Regions from separate parts of the Sus scrofa genome. Here region 2 is linked to region 1. The links are chromatin contacts, called in public Hi-C maps. All regions are on one chromosome and are shown on one strand. The core of a region is the stretch at or near the end of the contact, and the rest is flanking DNA. Distances in the headings are between cores, read along the strand shown.

Region 1 (6,865 bases), core at 559-3,058:
TCTCAGACGACATGGTTTTGTATGTAGAAAATCCAAAAGGGTCCATGTACAATTAAAACGAATAACTGGGAGTTCCCATCGTGGCGCAGTGGTTAACAAATCCGACTAGGAACCATGAAGTTGCGGGTTCGATCCCTGCCCTTGCTCAGTGGGTTAACGATCCGGCGTTGCCATGAGCTGTGGTGTAGGTTGCAGACGTGGCTTGGATCCTGCGTTGCTGTGGCTCTGGCGTAGGGCAGTGGCTACAGCTCCGATTGGACCCCTAGCCTGGGAACCTCCATATGCTGCGGGAGCGGCCCAAGAAATAGCAAAAAGACAAAAAAAAAAAAAAACAAAAAAAACAAACGAATAACTGAATTTAACCATGGTTGCAGGATACATGATCAAAATATAAAAGTCAATTTGTATTTCTGTACGCCATTTAGAAACAATAGCAAATATAATTTAAAAAACAAAATCTATAAATGCATCAAAAATATTAAATTTCTAGCAATAAATATAAAGAAAGATGGGCAAGACCATCACATCAAAAAACTAAATCACGGAGTTCCTGCTGTGGTGCAATGGGATTGGTGGCATCTTGGGAGTGCTGGAACGTGGGTTTGATCCCCAGCCTGGCACAATGGATTGAGGATCTGGCATTGCCACAGTTGTGGCTTAGGTTGCAGCTGTGGCTCAGATCTGATTCCTGGCCCAGGAACTCCACGTGCCACAGGACAGCCAAAAAAAAAAAAAAGGGGGGGGGGATGAAAACACTATAAATCATTATTGAGAGAAATGATCAGAGTAATATAAAACTACATCATGTTCTTGAGTTGGAAGACCCAATTTGTGAAGATGTTGTGTCAATCAGGGATGAATCAGAAAAGCAGAACCACTAAGACAAGATAAATAGTTAAATATATTTTTTTGAATTATGGTTTTTCTCCAAATATATGCCTAGGAGTGGGACTGCTGGACATCTATCCAGAGAAAACCCAAATTTGAAAAGATATATGCACCCCAATGTTCATTGAAACATTACTGACAACAGCCAAGACATGAAATCAACCTAAATGTCCATCAACTGAAGAAAAGATTTGAGTTCCCTGTGGCTCAGTGCGTTAAAAACCTGACTAGTATCCATGAGGACGCTGATCCAATCCCTGGCCTTGCTCAGTAGGTTAAGGATCTGGCATTGTAGTGAGTTGCAGTGTAGGTCACAGACATAGCTGGAATTTGGCATTGCTCTTGCTGTGGCGTAGGCTGGCAGCTGCAGTCCGTGTTGGATCCTGTAGCCTGGGAACTTCCATATGCTGTGGGTGTGGCCCTAAAAACAAACAAACAAACGAAAAACACAGAAGAATAAAGAAGAGATGGGGTGTGTGTGTGTGTGTGTATGTGTGTATGGAATATTACTTAGCCATAAGAAGAATGAAATAATGCCATTTCCAGCAACATGGATAGCCCTAGAGCTTATGATACTAAGTCAGACAGAGAAAGACAAATATTATATCACATTACTTAATATGTGGACCCTAATAAAAATCATGCAAAAGAACTTATTTATAAACAGAAACGGAGTTCCTGTTATGGCACAGCGGAAAAAATTCTGACTAATAACCATGAGCTTGCAGGTTCTATTCCTGGCCTCGCTCAGTGGGTTAAGGATCCGGCACTGCTGTGAGCTGTGGTGTAGGTTGTAGGCTCGGATTTGGTTTGTTGTTGCTGTGGCGTCGGCTGGAGGGTACAGCTCTGATTCGAACCCTAGCCTGGGAACATCCATGTACTGAGGGTGTGGCCCTGAAAAGCCAAAAAAGCAGCAGCAGCAGCAGTAACAACAACAACAAAAACAACAACAAAACCAAACAGAGACACTCAAAGATTTCAAAACCAGTCTCATGGTTACCATAGGGGAAATCACTGGGGGGAGGGAGGAATTAGGAGGATGAAAATAACATATACACACTACTGTATAAAATAGATAATTAACAGAGCTCCCACTGTGGCACAACAGGATTGGCAGCATCTTTGGAGCATTGGGATGCAGGTTTGATACCTGGCGTGGGCACAGTGGGTTAAGGATCTGGAGTTGCTGCAGCTGTGGCTTAGGTGGCAACAGCAGCTCATATCTGACCCCTGGCCTAGGAACTCCATATGCCGTGGGGCAGCCAAGAAAAAAAAAAAAAAAAAGGGAAAGAAACTGAAAACAGATAATTAACAAGAACCTCCTGTATAGCACAGGGAAATCTATTCAATAGTTTGTAATAACTTATATGGGAAAAAAGAATCTATCTATCCTATCTATCTATCTATCTGATTCACTTTGCTGTATACCTGAAACTAATACAACATTGTAAGTCAACGATACTCCAATAAAATTAAAAAAAGAAATAACACAATGTTATATATGTATAATATATATACATACATGTGCATGTATGTATAATATATGTGTGTATATACATGAGATTTTTTAATAGGAATTTGATATTACACAATGCAGGAGCTGGTTAAACAGTCTCTGTAAAGCTGTTGTCTTAGTATCTCATGATGGAGCTTGGAATCCTTTTGGCAGGCAGTGGAGAAGGGAGGATGGATATCAAATGGGTAGAACAAGGCCAAGCTGCAACACACAAGGACACTTGAGTGAGCTCAGCTCTCACTGCCTCCAACCCTGATGTTGTGGGCATCCTGTAGAATATACTGGTGCCCAGGAATGAGAGAAGCTGAAAGAGGATTCAGAGGAAGTTGGGGCAATTATAGGCCTGACTGCTGTTCCCACACCAGCAAGGGGAGCCAAGAGATAAGTGGCATTGTGGGGGAGGTCTAGCAATACCTGCTCTGGAATTCTGAACATGAAAATTACAACCATTGCTTCACTTCTGCCCTTTAAATCTCATGAGAAAAAAGTCTCCCATGGCTCACTCTAACTAAAAAGCAAACAGGGAAGGGAATATTGTGAGATAAAGTTTTGCTTGCCTAAGTTGACATATTATAAAGCCACCATAGATAGCAATTTTCCCCCAATTCAGTTCTTGATTTAATCCACTTCCAACAACAATCCCAGCAGTTGCTTTTATTCTCCCTGTAGAAACTGACAAGTTGATTCTAAAGTTTATCTGGAAGTGCTAAAGACCAAGTGTGGTCCATAGAACCTTGAAAAAGAGCAAGGCTTAAGGACCAACACTATGGGATATGAAGACTTGTTAGTTGTTACAATAATGAAAATAATGGGTACAAGTATAGAAAAATGGAAAAATTAAAAAGAATAGAAAGTCCAGAAAGAACCAAATGAATGTATTTGTGACAAAGGTGAAACTGTATATAGTAGCAATGGCCTATTTAATAAATGGTATTGGGACATGATATCCATATGAAAAAATGAGTTTTTTCCCATGTCACACCATACACAAAAAGCAATTGCAGATGGATTATATCTAAATATAAATGGCTAAATAATAAATCTCCAAGAAGAAATCATACAGTAAATATATCCATGAATTTGGAATAGGGAAAGATTCCTTTTTTCTTTTTACAACCCCATCTGCAGCATATGGAAGTTCTCAGGCTAGGGATTGAATCAGAGCTGCAGCTGCCAGCCTACGCCACAGCCATAACACCACCAGATACAAGATGCATCTGTGAACTATGCTGCAGTTTGTGGCAATGCCAGATTCTTAATCCAATGAGTGAGGCCAGGGATCAAATCTGCATCCTCAAGAACACTGTGTTGGGTTCTTAACCTGCTGAGGCACAGCAGTAATTCCATAAGCAAAGAGTTTTAAAAATAGAACCAAAGAAGATGTTAGCTATAAAGAACAAAGGATAAACTGAACTTTGTTCATCAAAGATACCATTAAGAGAGCAAAAAGTCAAGTCCCATAGTGGAAGGCATTAATGAGAATATATTTATGTCTGATTACTTATCTGACAAGTCTCAGACATACATAAAAATAACTCCTATAGATTAACTTTAAAATGATACAAAAGACAATAGAAAAATGAACAAAACATTGAAACATTTTTACTGAACAAAAATGCAAACAAATTTCATTAAGAAGTGCAATGTAAAACCACAATGAGATATCACTACTTATCCATCAGAATGGCTGCAATATAAAATGACTGACAAGGGATTATCATTGCAGCTCAATGGTAATGAACCTGAATAGTATCCATTGATCCCTGGCCCCTGCTCAATGGGTTAAGGATCTGGCATTGCTGTGAGCTGTGGTGTAGGTCTCAGACTTAGCTGGGATCCTCCATTGCTGTGGCTGTGGCACAGGCTGGTAGCTGTGGCTCTGATTTGACACCTAGCCTGGGAACTTCCATATGCCACGTGTGTGGCCTTAAAAATACACACACACACACACACAAAAAAAAAAAAAAAAAAAAAGAAAAAGGAATGACAATACCAAATGCTGGGAGGATCTAGAACAATGGCACACTTACATCCTCCTGGTGGGAGTGTAGATTGGTACAACCATTTCAGAAAACTGGCATTGTCTACCCAAGTGGAATATGTACAAATTCCATGACCCAACAATCTCACTTCTAGATATATACCCACCCCAAGAAATGCATACACATTTTGATTCAAGAACTTCATAGAAGCACTATTCATATAGTTCCAAACTGGAAACCTCACATGCCCACTAATAATAGAATAGAATAAAAAGTTGTGATATATAGCAGTGAAAACAACATGGATGAGATCCACAAACACAGTGGGAAGCAAAAGAATCAAGAAGATTGTAAATCAACTATACTTCAATTAAAAAAATTAAAAGTATCAAGAAGATTCATATGAGCTTCAAAAACAGGCAAAAGTCACCTACAGTATTGGAAGTCAGGGTAACGATCACAACTATTGGGAGGTGACCAGGAGGGAGATTGAATGGGCTTCTGGGTAGCTGTAGTGTTCTAATTCTTGATCTAGGTGCTCATCACTTGGGTGTCATCAAACAAATAGCAAATATAATTTAAAATATAAAATCTATAATTGTACAAAACATTTACATTCATTTCATTCTGTGAAAATTTATCAAGTTATATGCTTTCAGTTTATACTTTTCTTTAGTTATACTTCAATAAGAAGTTATAAGGTGTGCAGTTTTTCTACTAATCAAATAACAACTCACCAAATACTAATAAATGACAAAACATGTTAAGAGGAAGAAACAATCTCATTTATGATTGGAGTAGAAGTTGTGGCATGTGATAAATGCTACTCAGTAGATTATATTTTAACTTAAAAATAGTTTTATCACCTGGGGGAAAATGCAAAACAAACATTGACAGTGAAGGGTAATAGCAAATCTCTTCTTCCAGATATAATATACTTAATTATATAACCAACAAGTACTTTTTGATCTGAGAATATGAACAATAATTACAGAGAGGCTTTTTCTATATATCTTTCAGTCTTTCTTCTGGGTGAAATTCTTTTTTTTTTTTACCTTTTTTTTTTTGCATTTTAGGGTTGAACATGGGGCATATGGAATTTCCCAGGCTAGGGGTGAAATAGGAGCTTCAGCTGCCAGCCTATACCACAGCCGCAGCAACTTGGGATCCCAGCCGCATCTGCGACCTACACTGCAGCTCACAGCAATGTTGAATCCTTAACCCACTGAGTGAGGCCAGGGATCCAATTCTCATTCTCAAGGATACCAGTCGGATTTGTTACTGCTGAGCCACAATGGGAACACCAAACTCACTCTCTTTCTTTCTTTCTTTGCCCTTTTAGGGATATACCATGATGAGAACTCCCCAAACTCTTTATTTCTTTAAGAAAATTTTCAGATGTTGTGTAAGACTACAAACTTGCAGTGACTGGGAAATAAGTCCTAGAAATGTGTGTATTAGCACTGCACATTAGCACAGTGTAGTGAGTATTGACAATATTGTTCATTAATATCAAACTTGCTAAGAGACTAGAATTGGATTGATCCAATCACTAAAAAGAAATGATAATTATGTAATTATGTAAGGTAATAGCAGTGCTAATTATTGCTATGATGGTAATCATATTAAAATATATAAATATAACAAATTAACTTTTTTTTGGGGGGTGGGCAACACAGAGGCATATGAAAATTCCCGGTCTAGAGGTTGAACCAGAGCTGCAACCGCCAATCTACACCACAGCCGCAGCAACCTGGGGTCTGAGCTGTGTCTGTGACCTACACCACAGCTCACAGCAAAGCCGGAAGCCTGACCTACTGAGCGAGGCCAGGGATCGAACCTGCATCCTCACAGATACTAGTCGGATTTGCTTCCACTGTGCCACAACAGGAAATCCACATGTTGTATACTTTAAATTTACACAACATTATAGGTACAATTTTTAAAAAAGAAAACAGTTTCAACCAGAAATAAAATTTATCTTGTTTTTTTAAAAAGTACATTACATTTTTGGAGTTCCCGTTGTGGTGCAATGGAATCAGAGGCACCTCTGCAGCACCAGGATACGGGTTTGATCCCCAGCCCGGCACAGTGAGTTAAATAAGGATCTGGTGTTGCTGCAGCTGCAGCGTAGCTAGCAACTGTGGTTCAGATCTGATTCCTGACCTGGGAATTCCATATGCTGTGGGGCAGCCAAAAAAGAAAAAAAAAAAAAAAAAAAAAGTTCGTTACTTTTTTTTTTTTGTCTTTTTGCCATTTCTTGGGCCGCTCTCTCGGCATATGGAGGTTCCCAGGCTAGGGGTCGAATCGGAGCTGTAGCTGCTGGCCTACACCAGGGCCAACAGCAACGCGGGATCCGAGCCGCGTCTGCAACCTACACCACAGCTCACGGCAACGCTGGATCATTAACCCACTGAGCAAGGGCAGGGATCGAACTCGCATCCTCATGATTCCTAGTCGGATTCGTTAACCACTGTGC
Region 2 (6,601 bases), core at 310-2,809, 140 kb before region 1:
GTAGAAAATACTGTCCACAAAAAGACATTAGGAAATGTAATGAGACTTCTTGACATCCTGGGAAGTATTTTAGGAAAATACTTATATGTATAAAACAATTAGAAGTATAAACTCTTGACATAAAGAAATCACATTTATTACTGAGAACTTTTTTTTTTTTTTTTTTTTTTTTTTTTTTTTTTTTTTTTTGCTTTTTAGGGCCGCACACATGGCATACAGAGGTTCCCAGGCTAGGGGTCTAATCGGAGTTGTAGCCACAGGCCTATGCCACAGCCACAGCAACGTGGGATTCCAGCGGCATCTGCGACCTACACCACAGCTCACAGCAAGGCCAGATCCTTAACCCACTGAGCGAGACCAGGGATGGAACCGGCAACCTAATGGTTCCTAGTCAAATTCGTTTCCACTGTGTCATGGCGAGAATGCCACTGAGAACATTTTTAAAAAGATAATGTACTATCCCAAAGTGTAAAAAATAGCTTTGTTTAAACGTAAAATACTCAAGATTCAAGAACACATTAATTTTGACTGAAAGACTGTTTGAATTGATAATATTACCTTGCATTATAATCAAAAGAATTTCTTAAACTTCTGATTTATATAAGAAATTTATAAATGACTTAGAATACTTAAAAATAATCAAAAGACCAAATGCTCACCCCTGGGTGAAGTGCTGGACAGTACAATGAGTCTATAAACTGAGATATTATATTTATGTTAGTAGTAACAGTTATTAGGATGATTAGGATAAGACAGTTGGAAAATAAAGAACTCGGCGGGTGAAAATAAAGAATTCAAATGATAAAAAAATAGTGTCAATTGACAATTGTTTTCTTTCATTTAAGGTTGTCTAACTCTTAAAACAGATCTTTCTGTTTAACTTTTATTTTCAGATGATTAAAATATGTAAAAGGAAGGAAAAGAACGATTTGCTAAAATTCATGTGATTATTTTAAAGACTGGAAGAAAAAAGATATATATTTCATGTTACATCGCTCCTTCGTGTGTGTGTGTGTGTGTGTGTGTGTGTGTGTGTGTGTGTGGCGTGATGGTGGGAAATCTCCCAGTAAGAGAGAAGTCTGGGAGGGGCATAGAGGGGGAGGCCCCTTCTATCCTGTTGATAACACATTCATTCACTGGGAGCCGGCTAAAACAGACTAATCCTTCATGCAGTTATTCCTTCCACATTAATAAGACCCCGCCACCTTCCCCAGAACTAGGTAAGTTCAAAGTGCAGTAAAAGTGCATTTACCCAAAGAATAATCTGAAATGATTATGTAGATAATTTATTAGAGGATGGAGAAGGGACGGGGTGGAGGAAGGTGTGGAGGTGGTAATTACCAGGCATCGCTTTGCTACCGTATTTGCATAGGGGAGAAAACCTCAACGTGTAAACGGTTTCAAAAAGATTAGACAGTAATTGACTTTTTCCCAGGAAAACTTTTCAGAGGGACCCGTCGTATGGTGCTGCTGCCCAATGGAAACCAGCGCCCAGAAGTCTGGGGAAGGGGACTGGCAGGTGCATGTGTTGGACTTAGGGCTGCGCCCGGCTCAGTCATTAGCAGTTTGTGCCTCTGTCCCCAGGTCCAAGGGATGCTGCTCTCCTGGCCCTGTTACCACTGAAGTGCCCAGGGTTCCCTGGAGAGCCGACTTGCGCGCAGGCACAACGAGCCATGGGTCTTCTGAGGCTTCGAAGGTCGCTCTCGCTTCTGCTGCTGCTGGGTGGCTGCCTTCTCGCAGCTGCCAGGAGAGACCAGAGGGCTGCCGCCAGCACCGCCGAGTCTGCCCCGGGCCCTGCGGGCGGCTCCTCCGGCCGTTTCGTCAGCCCCGAGAGGCACGCGTGCAGCTGGCAGCTCTTGCAGCCCGCCCCAGGGCCCTCAGCGGGCAGCGAGCTGGCGCTGCGCTGCCAGGCTCCGGACGGGGCGCACCACCAGTGCGCCTACCGCGGCGAGCCGTGGCGCTGCGCCGCCTACGCTGCCCGCAGCTCGCTGTACTGGAAGCAGGTGCTGGGCGGGCTACGGAGGAAGCCGCGGCCCTGCCACGACCTCTCGCCTCTCAAGGCTCGCCTGTGCGCGGGCAAGAAGGGCCATGGCGCCGAGTTGCGCCTAGTGCCCCACGAATCCGCACCGGCTGACCCCATCGCCTCGGGTTTCCCCCGGGATTCCAAGCTCCCGGCCAGGAGCCGGGGGCGACCCCGGGAGCCAGCTCCCGGCCCAGGCGCCAGGGCCCCGCCTCCTCCGAGCGCGCCGCCCATAGGGAAGCCCTCGGAGAAGAAGACCAAGTGGGGCAAGAGGAAGGCGGCCTTGGACCCAGAAGAGGAGCAGACCCTGGGGACCTGGCCCGATCCCGACGGGCTGGACGAGAACGCGAAGCTCACGGAGACCTACTGTGCTGAGAAGTGGCACTCCCTCTGCAATTTCTTTGTCAATTTCTGGAATGGCTGAGGTTGCAGGCCTGGGAAGGGGCTGGGGGGGAAAGGGGGGATAGAGAAGACAGGAAAGGGGGGGAGTATGTGCGCAGCGGGTAAGCAGAAGCCAAGGACCTCCTAGGCCCAGAGATATCGGATAGAGAGCAGGGAGGAGTCCAGGTTCTAGAATGGGGCTGGGGGGGAGGGTGGAAATAGTGAGGCCTGGGATGAAAGTATGGAGGACCTCTGAGACAGTTAAAAATTATTAAGAGAGGTTAAAAATTATTACGTCTCGACTCTGATTAAGAGCAGAAGAAATACTGGAAACAGAAGTAGGCGTATCTTAAATGTAGGCATAGCTTAAATGTGCAGCCTCAGCAAAACACGGAGAGGGGAGGGTACAGAGAAGCTAAAAAAAAAAAAGGAAAGACTGACTTAAATGATGTTACTCATATGGGAAGCAGGATACAATGTTTAACACATATTAAAATGTAATCAAGAACAACTGATAACCTGAGCCATGTTGTATCTTCAGGGTCTTCTCACCTAATCAGCTGACAAGATCACCAATTTATTTTTCTCTTTCAGAATTAGTATGAACTTGGGTGCTGTCTGGTGTCACGGATGATTTCCATAGGGATAGAAGCCATTTGGAGCTCAAAACTGACTCAGTGAAAAGATTTTTCAGGATAATTGCCTTTGAATTCTTTCAGAAGTGCTGCTTTTACACAGAGTGATGGCTGGTGTTCTGAAACTTTCCCATTAACATTCCAAATTCAGAGGTGAATTATAGAAGTGCTCCAGTAGGTTTTAAAAAGACAATTATCTTTATATTTGATCGTATTTTTTGAAACAGCTAAAATGTAAGAATAGATCTCAGAGTCAGTTGGACCATTATAAAGTTGTATCTGTTTCATGTAATTAATTGCTAACGTATCTCATTTTAAATAAGATGTGATGATAGACTTTGCATACGTTACGTGCTCAATAAAATGGTTAAAGAATCGACGGGACAATGGAAAAATTATTTTTCACTTTTGACCACCCTAGGGCATCAGGAGTTCCCTGGCCAGGGATCAGATCAGAGCTGCAGCCGAAACTCTGCAGGGTTAGAAATCTAACCTGTGTCCCAGAGCTCCCAGGACACTGCCAATCCCATAGGGCCACAGTGGGAACGCCAGGACAATGGAAATTTTGACTGCATTTGATCTAGTTCTGAGTGTACCTTGAAGGAAGTTCCAAAACACATCTTGAATTGTTGGAGAAAGACAAGAACTGTGAAGTCTGCATAAGGGAAAAAATCACAGACTGGCAGACCCTGGGCCCTATCCCTTCTCTGTCTGGCCTACATGTAGTTCTCTTTCATTTTTCCACCCTCTCTCCCTCCCAGTTGGGATTTGTGCCAGCATTTAAAAGTTGGTTAATTTTGGAGTTCCCACTGTGGCACAGTGGGCTAATGATTCAGCTTTTCTCTGTGGTGGTGCCAGATGGATCCCTGGCCCTGGTGCATTGGGTTCAAGATCCTGCATTACTTCGCTGTGGTTTAGGTCTTGGGGCTCAGGTTTGATCCAGCCTGGGCGAAAAAAGGGGAAAAAAGTTAGATAATTTCCTATAAAAAGCCAGATATCTGGAGTTCCCACTGTGGCTCTATGGTAACAAACCTGACTAGGATCCACTAGGATGCGGGCTCGATCCCTGGCCTTGCTCAGTGTGTTTAAGGATATGGTGTTGCTGGGAGCTGTGGTGTCAGTTGAAGACATGATTCAGATCTTGTGGCTGTGGTGTAGGCTGGCAGCTGCAGCTCAGATTCAACCCCTAGCCTGGGAATGTCCATATGCTACATGTGTGGCCATAAAAAGCAAAAAAAAAAAAAAAAAAAAAAAAAAAAAAAAAAGCCAGATTTCAGAATCCTCTAGTAAAATCAGATTTAACATTAGACATACCTTTTCACATGTCAACCATTGGCTGATGCTGATAAAATCATCTTTGCCAAGGAAAGGAAGCTCAGAGTAGGTATAGACCACTCTAAATATAGGGATTGTTATACATGCTCTACAAAAAGTTTAGCTAAACTTGGGTATCAAAGAAAAAGATATTAGAAATGAAACATCGCTCTCTAGAACAATGGCTAGAATCATGATTTGGGTTTTGTTTTGTTTTTTTGTCTCTTGTCTTTTAGGGCCTCACCCAAGGCATATGGGGGTTCCTAGGCTAGGGGTCTAATCGGAGCTGTTGCTGCCAGCCTACGCCAGAGCCACAGCAATGCCAGATCCGAGCCACATCTGCAACCTACACCGCAGCTCATGGAAATGCCGGACCCTTAACCCACTCAACGAGGCCAGGGATCAAATCTGCAACCTCGTGGTTCCTAGTCAAATTTGTTTCCACTGCACCATGACGGGAACTCCTAGAATCATGATTTTAACTTTCTATACTGCTAATTCCTTTCTGCATGCCCTTTGGCAGTCCGATGAGCTTCCTTTTCTGAAAGAGGAGAAAGCCAAACTCTAAGCTCAAGTGCACAGTGTAGGTTGCTACTGTCTCGGCTCCTTTACCCTTTAAGAGGAACTATACCAGAACGTTGTCTCACAACAGAATCAGAACTGGTAGGGGCCAGTTTCTTGCAGTGTCAGAGGAATGGACAGATCCAACCATCATCTTCTGGAGTGACTTAGGCTAAATCCCACGGTCTCAATCTGTACATTGAGGGAGTTGGGCTAGGGTTAAATCCGAGGTCCCTAAAACACACTGCTGGCACTTGAATCCTATATATGGTTTTACACAGCGATAATAACATATGAAAATCAACACGTTCTATGTGTAGAGTACTTCATGTTATAACCCAAGAAAGATTAGGGAATTAGAAAAGATTCAGAGAATGGTAACGAGAATGGAGAGGGAAATAGAGAAGGCTTGTGTGTCTGGAACACCTAGAAAGAGTTGGAAGTTTAGGTTAGATGAACAAAACTGCAGTTGGAAGAAGATAGGATCAAAATCTCTAAAATAATGAGGAAGGTGGGCCTGAGGAACACAGATATTTTCCCCTGCAGGTGCCATTAGGAATGAAGTGAAGGTTGCCAGGACATGGCCAGGTTTATTGTCAGAGCTGGGATCAGCAAGGGCATCAGAAGTAGCAAGATATCTGCGGCTCAGTCTGAGACAGAATTTCTTCCAAGCACTAGACCATGTTGTTCTGGTTGTATTTCCCAGGTTATTTAGCATAGCGCTGACTGGAAAAAAAAAAAAGAAATTACACCCCTGCATTCTATACTCAGTTTTTCTGAACTCATCTCTACTAGGCACTGGATTTATGATCTTACTCAAGGAGTTCCAGTCTGGGTTCAGATGGTTAAGAATCATCTGTTAGGGTTAGGGTTACAGTTAGGGTTAGGGACAATCCTTTGTCTCAAGGATTTTGATGTACAATCCTTCGTCTCTAGTATCCATGAGGATGCAGGTTTGATCCCTGGCCTTACTCAGTGGGTTAAGGATCTGGTGTTGCTTATACTTCTTTAAAAAGTTATTAGTTTTCTAGGGCTGCCATAATAAAGTACCACTAATTAGGTGGCTTAAACAAGAAAAATGTATTGTCTCAAAATCCTGCCATCTAGGAGTCCCAGAATTAAGGTACTGGCAGTGTTGGTTCCTTTTAAAAGCTGTGAAACAGGATCTGCTCCATCTCTCTTTGCCAGGTTCTGGTGGTTCACTGGTGATACTTGGCATTCCTTGGCTTTTAGATCTCTGCCTCTTCTTCACATGGCTTTCTTCCTGTGGGTGTCTGTCTCCAAATTTCCCCTTTTAGTAAGGGCACCAGATCAAAAGCCTACACTCCTCCAGTATGACTTCATCTTAACTAAATACAGCTGTTATGACTCTGTTTGCAAATAAGTTCAAGTTCTGAGGACTTTAAAGGAATTCTGGGAGGATACAATCCAACCCATAATAACGATGAAATAAAAATTCATATTTTAAGGCAGGACAAGAAAAAAATTAAACATAAAATTCTCTCTCTGTGTTTGTTTGGGTCTCCTCCCTCCATTGGGTGCCATGTGTATCTGCATTACACCTTAACCCGAGCTTTTCAAAGATGGGAGTACCTGCTCAGCCCAAAAGGTCTTTTTTTTTTTTTTTTTCCTCTGATGCTAGCAATGTAACTTTTTAAAAGAGTGGTGTTTTTGTGCTCGCTTCGGCAGC

What was found. A called contact is a pair of places that touch in the nucleus more often than the background predicts.
Region 2: a contact with region 1 is called in a Hi-C map of omental adipose tissue, with 2.8 times the contacts expected there. The contact joins the promoter of FGFBP3 here to the enhancer-like site in region 1. A contact is called at or near these places in 3 of 5 promoter capture datasets (fetal liver and liver), 25 of 47 Hi-C or Micro-C datasets (adipose tissue, alveolar macrophages, blood and 14 more) and 2 of 2 datasets of contacts at active chromatin or transcription factors (alveolar macrophages and skeletal muscle).

What each region holds. Positions count from the first base shown.
Region 1 is chr14:103,374,509-103,381,373 of Sscrofa11.1, reverse strand. No RefSeq gene overlaps it. Among named protein-coding and RNA genes, the nearest start is that of TNKS2, 18 kb to the left of the region's middle. Within about 2 kb of position 1,808, at least 1 of the 83 cell types and tissues checked has an H3K27ac peak or open chromatin away from gene starts, as enhancers often do. A contact at or near this core is called in omental adipose tissue, where this site is marked.
Region 2 is chr14:103,512,599-103,519,199 of Sscrofa11.1, reverse strand. It overlaps FGFBP3 (fibroblast growth factor binding protein 3), which reads left to right and starts at 1,559. Exons shown (of 2, transcript NM_001258356.1): 1 at 1,559-2,445; 2 at 2,996-3,412. The coding sequence starts at 1,674. The coding sequence ends at 2,444.